Linked DNA regions of Zea mays: region 1 is linked to region 2. A link is a contact called in public Hi-C data. All regions are on one chromosome and are shown on one strand. The core of a region is the stretch at or near the end of the contact, and the rest is flanking DNA. Distances in the headings are between cores, read along the strand shown.

Region 1 (4,216 bases), core at 1,634-4,133, 76 kb before region 2:
CGGGGAGAGCGAGCAGCTGCCACCCGACGACCATCTGTGCAGGAGCTCGCCCAGGCACAGCGCGGCGTACGCCAGCACGACGAGCTTGAGCAGGAGCGGCAGGTACTGCGAGATCTCCACTCTCGACGAGTGCAGCACCTGGCGCTGGCAGAGAAACACCCGGTCACGGTCACGGTCAGAGAGACGTTGAGCTTTAATCTAACCGTCCGAGGGAACGGGAGCGCGACGTGGTGCGTGCGTACCATGGCGACTCCGGCGAGGTTCGCCCGCCGCCCCGACGGCGACGTGGCGCTGGCGCCGGCGCCGGCGCCGGCGGAGGGCGGCAGCTTGTTGTTACTCCACTTGGCCACGGCGTTCTCCTCGCACGGCAACGTGGCGCCGCCCTTGTTGCTGGGCCTCCCGACCGTGGAGCAGTTCCGGAGGCGCTGCACGTCCTTGCTCTGCAGGGGCTTCACGATGAAGTCCTCGGCGCCGGCGTTCAGGCATCTGCTCCGAGCAGGCAGGCCGGGGAAACAAAGCCGTCAGTACTCAGAATCGGATGGTCCGGGATTCTGCATGAATGCGAGAGCAGAGACGTGATCCTTGTCTCGTCCTGCTGCCGCCCGCGCAGTCGCACTCCATAACGGGAGGAGACGAAATCCCGTACAGGAGAGGACCAACCGACTGGCTTACTCGCCTACACACCTACACGTACGTACTACTACTCCTCAGTAGTAATCAGTAGTACAGTCACGGGCCGAGCGAGTGAATGTGCACTGAGACCGAGGCACCGTGACAAATCACGGCGACCTTTCAGGCCTGGGGTTTTAACCACGTCTCCTGCTGCATCAGTCAGCGCTCAGCAGGCATTCAGAAAGGGGAAGGATTGTCGCTAGATAGTGCAAAATTAAATTATTCAGTGATAACTAAAAAGAAACCGAGGGAGTAACTTTTAGTACTCTCTCTTCTCTTATCTTTTTTTCTTTTTTTTATTGAATACTACTAATCGACCAACTCTGCCAGGGAAAACAAAGAACCGGTGCTGAAAAGAGGAGAACGACTAGGTTGGTTGGCTCACCGGCTGATCCTCTGGGGCTCGTCTTCTGACGACATGACGATGACAGGGATCGGCTTCAGCGGGTTCAGCGCCTGCGAAGTTTAGGGGTAATTTGCAGCGAGTGAGGTTGGGACACATGCAGAAATTAAGCGAACGCATCCTACAGAAAATGCCGCGGTGACAGATCTTGCATTGCAGCAGCGGCAAAAGTACCTTGATGGCCTTGAGCAGGTCGTAGCCGGTCATCTCTGGCATGCAGTAGTCCGTGAGCACCATGTCGATGGCCTGCTCCTGCAAAGTGTCGCAAGTTTGGCTTAGCTCAACATTTTTAATAAGGTGGTAATAATAAATAAATAAATAAAGAAAGAACTGAACTGTTTGAGGCACAGAAATTTAAGGTAAAAAAAAGGGAGCCCTGAAAGAAAAAGAAAAGGAAAGGTAAAGTAAAGGAGCCCAGAGTGTAGGCACCATACTGTCCCTAGTTCCCTGCTACGCTCTCCCCATCCCGTGCTGAGCTTTTACAGGACATGCCAAAATCAAGACTCATATTTAACCACTGCCGCTGCCTCTAATGCGGCCGTAACACTGTCATAAAGCATTCTATATTAGCTCACTAGTATTAGGGCAGCAGCAGCACTATATAAACAAAAACGCAGCTCTGTGGAGAGGCAGCAGCAGTGAGCCAGTGAGAGCATGTGGGAGTGTGGGCTGTGGGCGTAAGACGGACGGCACGGCAGGTTTTTTTTCTTTTGCTTTACCGCCATGAAAAGCGGCGACCTTTTGCTTCCAAAAGGGGGGCGGAGAACAGAAGCCGTCACGCGCGCATGCGCAGACGGCAGACGGACGCGTGGGCCGTACGGTACGGCGCGGCCGGCGGCGCTGGGCCGGCAGGTGGTGCAGGAGCCCATGCTGCCATGCACCCTCTCTGTGTGAGCTCCAACTGGAGTACCCGCCGTCCTTGAGCACCCTCTCTGTGTCAGCTCCAGCTGGAGCACCCTCTCTGTGTGATCGGTTTGCTAATTCTACTACTAATCCTGCGCTGGTGTACGTATCCGCCTTCAGGCAAAGCTCGGCGGATGGTCTCTGACTCTGAAATGAGCATCGAGGAGGGAGGCAGAGGCAGGTGGTTCGGCTCTGGTTACCTTGCCGCCGTCCTTGAGGCCGAGGAACTCCATCGCCTTCTTGGCGCTGTCGACGGCGATGACTGGATGAAACATTGTTACACGAGCTGTTTAGAATTTGATTCTAAAACACGGCGAAAGAATCGATAAGAAAGAAAATTGGGAGGAGGTGTGGCTGTGTGAGCTCAGCTCACAGGAGATGTGGCTGACCGTGGAATGAGCCGGCGCAGGAGTTGCTGCTGAGGAGCAGCTGCGCCACGCGGCGGTCGACGGGGGAGTCGTCCACCAGCAGCACCCTCATCACCCCCTCCGCTCCTGCTCCTCCTGCTTCCATCTCCGTCGGCCGCTCTCGCTCGTCTCTCGTCGCTACCCCTCGGCTCCTCTGCTTCAGTGTCCCTCTGCTCTTTCTCTCCAGACGGCGCGGCGGCAGTGCCAGCGTCTCAGGCGTCAGCAACAAAAGATTCTTCTCTACTTGTGGGTGGCAAGGGAGATGGTTGCCGGCCGCGTGCTCTTATAAAGCGTGACGCCACAGGTGGCCACAGGTCGAGGACGAAGGAAGAGAGAGAGAGGGGGTGATGAAGACGAGGAGCGAGGAGGCGGCAAACCTCTGACGGCTAGTAGGACAGGGCCGGGGAGGTGGAGGTATAGTATGGTGTCAGGACTCAGGCAGGCAGGCAGGCAGGCCGCAGGCGTGTGTGATGACTGATGAAGGAGGAGAGCGGGAAGAGAGGGAGGGACTAGGGAGACACTGTCTGAAGAACGAAAGAAGAGAACGAAGGGGAGGCGCGCGGGCCCCACACGCTCGCCCAGTGGGTCCCGCAGCAAGGGTGGCTGGCGGGGCACGGGAATTGCTTTCCCCTCTAGATTTTGCTGTCGGGGAATCTCTCCACACACCACCCTCCCTCCTAGTCCCCTCAACCTTCGGCTCTTTTTCTTCATCCCTCCAACCTTTTTTTCCGTCTCATCATTTTCGCCCCTTCTCTTTCTTGATCGCCAGAAAGATTATGCGGCAATAAAATCCGACTTCGGGCTAGGTGCCCTTTGCTGCTTTTTAAAGAAACAATGGCAAAAAAAAAAGGCCATGCATGGTTGCAACTCAACTAGTTATAATCTATACTCTAATAGGGTGTTTGGTTTGAGTAATAAGTTAGTCCATCATATTTTCACTCTTCACTATAGATATATTCGTTTCAGCTTTGTTTCTAGCAGGCTGCTCTGAATAGGCTTGGCAATGGGGCGGGTTCGGGTCGGGTCCCCGCGGTTTTAGACCCGACGGTGTTCGGGGCGGGTTTAAATTTTTACCCGCGGGGCCATGGTTTCGGGGACCCGGATTAATTCGGTTTCGGGGTGGTTCTATATTTTCACCCGTGGGTTTTTTTGCGGGGACCCGAAACCCGTAGTAAAGAGTCAGCCCACTAATTGAAACTAGCCAGCCTAGCCCCACATTGAAAACCCTAGCACCGTAGCGGTAGTGCCCACCGCCAATCGGCCACCAACCCACGCTGCCGCCTGCCGCAGTGCCACGCACAAGCACAAACGCACGCAGTCGCTCTCGCTCGCCTTCGCCTCACCGGCCACCGCCCTCGCGTTTGCGCGTCACTCCGCGAGACCGCGACCGCGTCTCCGGGCTCCGGCTCTGCGCGTCACGCCGTCACCTGCTACGTGTCACTCGGTCACCGACTCACCGCGTCTGCGGCTCTGCGCGGCGCGCCTGCGCCTGACTGCCTCCGCCTCCGGCCTCCGCTCGGCGGCGCTCGTCCCTCACGGCCTCACCCAGTCACCGCAACCTCTCCCTCGGCGCCGGCGGCTTAGACCTTGGCCTCCCTCGTCCGGCCTCCGCTCGCCGCCTCGCCCCTCGGCCCCTCAGTGACTCCTGTTGGTGACAGGTAAGTATAGCAGTATAGATTAGTATAGATTAGTTATGCAGCTAGTAGTTCTTAGGGTCCCTTTAACTTTTTGCATTTTTTCAGAATATTAGGGTGAAGTGAAATGTCGACTCCAGGTACTAGTAGTTCTCATGCTCCTACAACCGGAGCAGCTATTGGATCTCAAGTGGAAA
Region 2 (4,486 bases), core at 1,138-3,637:
GGGCCGGCCGACCTAGACTCCTCTAATCGACGTAGAGTCGAGGAGAGGCGGAGAATTTGGGGATCGAGAGGCTAAACTAGAACTATACTAGAACTACTCCTAATTGTACTGGAAATAAATGCGAATAGAAGTTGTATTGATTCGATTGTTGATTACAAATCGGCCGTAGGCCTCTCTTTTTATAGAGGAGGGGGGCTGGACCCTTTACACGACCGGATTCCGAGCTAATTCCGCGGATATAGCTAACAAACATAGCACAAAACTCGGAACCCTAATCTATTCTGCGCGTGCGCGGACCGTCCGGCCCACAGGCGCGGACCGTCCGGACCGCGGACCGTCCGCACCTCATTTTGGTGCTCGACAGGTTAAATGAAAAGAGAAACGAGGGATATGTATGTACGTAACGTTCTATCTATGTAGCAGCATCGGCAGCACAGAGCATAGTGATGCAGCAGGGATGCATGGGTCACACGCCTCCCAAACCCAAACTGACGGGCTGGGTGTATGTGCAGTGTTCCACGTACTCTCCCCCTGCTTCGTCCACTGGCGCAAACAGATAGAGAGTGGACCTCTGTGGAAGGAAGTGGACGCGTACTCCTGATACGCATCGCATGACCAGGACCTGCCGTATCTACAGAGGGGGGGTGACCGGGCGAGAGATCCGATGATAGCAACGATGTGTACTACTACTGCTGGTAGTACGCGCGGCGCAGCGCAGGGACCCGAGCCGGCAGGTCTCCTCAGCTTGGTGTGTTCCATGCCATGCGGAGGCCCCTAATACGACGTCAAACAAATCTTAATGAGCCGTGCTTACGAGTAGCGGTCGGAGTCAGTCCAGGCGGGGACAGACTAACTGCTCGCGTCGCCTCCCCGCGGCCTCGGCGAGACGGCAGCACGCAGGAGACTCTGGTGAGGACGGGACGGGAGGATCTGGAGCGGACAAAACCCAAATCTGTGTGGGGGACGGGCGATCGATCGGGTGTGTATCGGGGGTGGGGCTTAATAAACACGGGCAGATCTCGGCAAGATCCTCGATGGAACGGAGTGGATGGATGGTCGTGGTCGTGGTCCGAGCAGAGCAGAGCAGGGCAGAGGCCACGCGTCCTCTGCTCGACGGGTCTTTTGTGTCTCGTGGATTCGCTCATCTCATCGCCGTCTCGCTAGACCCACCACCCCACCAGCGGCCAGCGCAGCGACACCCACCCAACCCCACCGCTGCCGAGGTTTCTTTCTTTTCTCTCTCACGTCACGGGGACGGGGCTCAGTCCCAGGTTGGCCTGGTATGGTGGGTGTCCTTGCTGGTCGTCGCGACTCTCGCGCTACTCATCCCGGCCTTCCAGAAATGAGGAAAAACACGTCAAACAAGGGACAGGCGATTTTCTACTCCGAGATACTAGTCTTCTACTGGCATTGCTCGTACAGCGTCGTTTAGACCCGACGAAGGCGAAGTAGCGCGCCGTGCGTCGTCCGGATAGGAGTGCCCCGTGCTGCCGCCGCTGCTGCCATGAAAAAGAAGGCACCCCGCCGTACCGCGGCCGGCCCCTTGACCAGCCTGTCCGTCCGGCTCTCCCCGCGCGCGTGGGTTTCAGTTTCACCAGTCGCCCCGATCCGAAGCACAAAAGCACGCACGGCTCTCCCCCCTCCCGGGATCGCATCAACCTCGGGCCACGTACGCGTACGTCGCGCCGCGCCGGCCGTGCGTTCCACGACCCGACCGCGAGGAGCGGCGCCGGATCCCCCCCGTAGCCCTGCCGTCCGTCCGATCCGATCCGATCCGATCCTCCCGAGTCCCAGGCTAGTAGCTAGGCCCTCACGCCCGCGCGCGCATTGAAGCGCCGAAAACGGAGGGGGGTGGGGCATTGACTCCCCGGGATCCTGCGGTACGAGTACGACGCGGCGTCGGTGTGGGAGAGATCCGCCCCGCGACCAGCGTACGTACGAGTGGCGGTCGGTTGGCGCGTCCGGGTCGCCGGATCCCCGAGGAGGATCCGGGGATCTGCGGGCAGGCACGGGTACTCCACCACTACTACTGTGGGGCGCGGTGGCTTTGTAATGTTCGCCTTGTCCTGCCGCCTGCCTGCCTGCCTGCCCCGGTCTACAGTACTAGCGTGAACTCTGTCGCCGGTGGCCCCAGATTTGCGGGCGGGCGGGCTCCACCAGATCTACCTGCCAGAGTGGCAGCGCCTCCTGCAATCCTTTTCAAAGAGATCAGGCGTCTTCATTTTGGCGATATTTTGCGGGATCCTCTGAAGAAGAAGAAAAAAAAAAGGAGTCTGCTGCTGTGCAGCCGGCCGCGGGGGATAAATGAAGCGGTGCGCAGTACTATACGACGTTGCCGGCACTCCGGTACTGCAGTGTGCGGGCGTGCGCTCGTGTTAGCGCGCCAGTGCTGGCCCAGCCCAGGTCCAGGATGCACGTATCTAGCTGACCCAGCGCACCGCGATTGATCCGTGTACTACGTGTAGTGAAACAAGTTCCTGCAATGCACCCAGACAGGCCAGACTCGATACACAGTAGAGTACATTATTACACCACAGCAACGTCACGGAAACACTGGCCGTAGTCCGGCCGTGCGCTTGCCGCCGCCCAAGGAAAACTCGGTTTTCGAAGAGAAGAGCTCGTTCGACCGGCAAGCGTACGTCCTGTCCTCCCCCCATGCCATGCTGTACGTACGTACTCGTGTGGCTGGCAAGTGTCACGCACGGAAGCGGAGGTTGGCGCGTCGCCGGACCGGGTGGTGGAGCGGATCGCGAGGGGGATACGACGCGACAGCCGATGCAGTGTCTTAAGGGCGGGTTCCGCCGGCGCTATCTGAGTTTGGTCGGACCGGGGATCGGCTGCACTGCACGCCTGCAGGCTGCAGCTGCAGGAGTAGCGCGACCAGGAATACTACTACTCCTAGCAAGCGCGGCAGCTTTTCTTGTCTGCGATGGCCGATGGTCTTGGTCTTGACTTGGGGTCGACTCGCTCCCCCGCCTTTTGATTCCTCCCTCGGGGGTAGCAGCCTTTGTTTCAGCTCCGGATCTATCGCCGCATCGAGTGACCAGGGGCGTGGCGTGATCAATGAAGTGTGGAGGAGCAGCCAGCAGCAGCAGCAGCAGGCACTGCCAGCTGCACCTGCACGGCACGGCACGGCCCACGGGAGGAGCACAGCAGCCGGCCCATGCGGCGGCGGGACCTCGTTCACCCCCCAGACCCATACTCCATGTCATCTACGTATAGCCCGAGATTTACCGTAAACAAATACGAGTAGTAAGGTGGTTTTAGCGTCTTGGTCGACCACTTGATCTCGGCGCGCGCGCGGATCGATCAGGTAGAGGCGGATTAATAAAAGCCGCCTTGCCTTTTTCTTTTCCAGATGTACCTAGTATAACTAATGCGCCTTTGCAGCTTTTCCATTCATTCGCTGTGGACTTGCGATGGATCTTTTTGCTGGATACGGTGGGTTCAAAGGTTCAATTTAAGTGGAGTACGGTGACACGGTAGTACGGTGTCAATGAAGCTATGTGCCTATGTTGCTGCATCCTATAGCGCTTAGCGGCGGATCCAGAGTTGATTAGCATAATTTAACTCCTCCTTAGAGCAACTCCAATAGTTATGTAAATTTTAGCTCTCTAAATCACAGATTTAAGAAGTTGCTAAATGACTTTTGGAGTAAAAAAATATGAGTTCTCCAATAGTTCTCTAAATATAGATTGTAATTTTGTTTTGTATCTATCCACATAAAAAATAAGTCACAAAAACTATATAATGCAGTCAACATTTTTGTTTAGGGAGTTGTTAAATGGTTGCCAAATGTAGAGAGAAAATGAGGTTAGATGACAAGTTGTTAAATTTAGAAAGTTCATTTAGAGAACTATTGGAGAATAGTTTTTATATTAACTACCTAAATTATTGATTTAGGAAGTCTTTTAGATAACTACTGGAGTTGCTCCACTACAAGAAACTAATAAATGTTCGTGGGTTAATTTAAAAACGTGGGTACTGACATTCTTAATTGAGTTATGTTCGTGGGTTAACTTAAGAACGTGGGTACCCACGTTCTTATATTAAATTCGTGAGCCCGTCGTAAAACGTCGAACTTATCGTATTTGGAACGTGGGTACCCACGTTCTTAACTTAAATTCGTGGGCCACGTGGACACCGTCGAACTTAACTAAAAACCTAAATCTCTCTCACGGTCTCACCCCGCGCGTCTGTCTTCTTTTCCCTGTCTACCACGCGCGCGCCCGCCGCTACTTGCCTCACCGCCAGCCCACCGCTACCTCGCGCCCGCCCCGCCGCCCCACCGCGCGCCTAGGCAGGGTGGTACCGCGGTGCTCGCCATCAAGCGCCGCTGCGGCGAGCACCTCAACCCGCAGCCGAGGAACCCCTTTCTCGGCGTGCCCAAGTCCTTCCCCGGCGTCAAGCTGGAGTTCTGGGATGGGATGCGGTCCCGCCTCGCCGCCCTCCGACCCGACGGGTCCATTTCGCGCCGGTTCCTGGC

Evidence for each region. A called contact is a pair of places that touch in the nucleus more often than the background predicts.
Region 1: a contact with region 2 is called in a Hi-C map of bundle sheath, with 3 times the contacts expected there. The contact joins the promoter of LOC100217235 here to the enhancer-like site in region 2. A contact is called at or near these places in 8 of 25 Hi-C or Micro-C datasets (bundle sheath, ear, endosperm and 2 more) and 1 of 3 datasets of contacts at active chromatin or transcription factors (leaf).

The regions. Positions count from the first base shown.
Region 1 is chr2:49,243,331-49,247,546 of Zm-B73-REFERENCE-NAM-5.0, reverse strand. LOC100217235 (RR1-Corn type-A response regulator) reads right to left here and starts at 2,883. Exons shown (of 6, transcript NM_001143590.1): 1 at 2,368-2,883; 2 at 2,179-2,240; 3 at 1,250-1,327; 4 at 1,058-1,128; 5 at 243-486; 6 at 1-144. The coding sequence starts at 2,491.
Region 2 is chr2:49,166,307-49,170,792 of Zm-B73-REFERENCE-NAM-5.0, reverse strand. No RefSeq gene overlaps it. Among protein-coding and RNA genes, the nearest start is that of LOC103646416, 10 kb to the left of the region's middle. Within about 2 kb of position 2,387, at least 20 of the 20 cell types and tissues checked have an H3K27ac peak or open chromatin away from gene starts, as enhancers often do. A contact at or near this core is called in bundle sheath, ear, endosperm and 2 more, where this site is marked.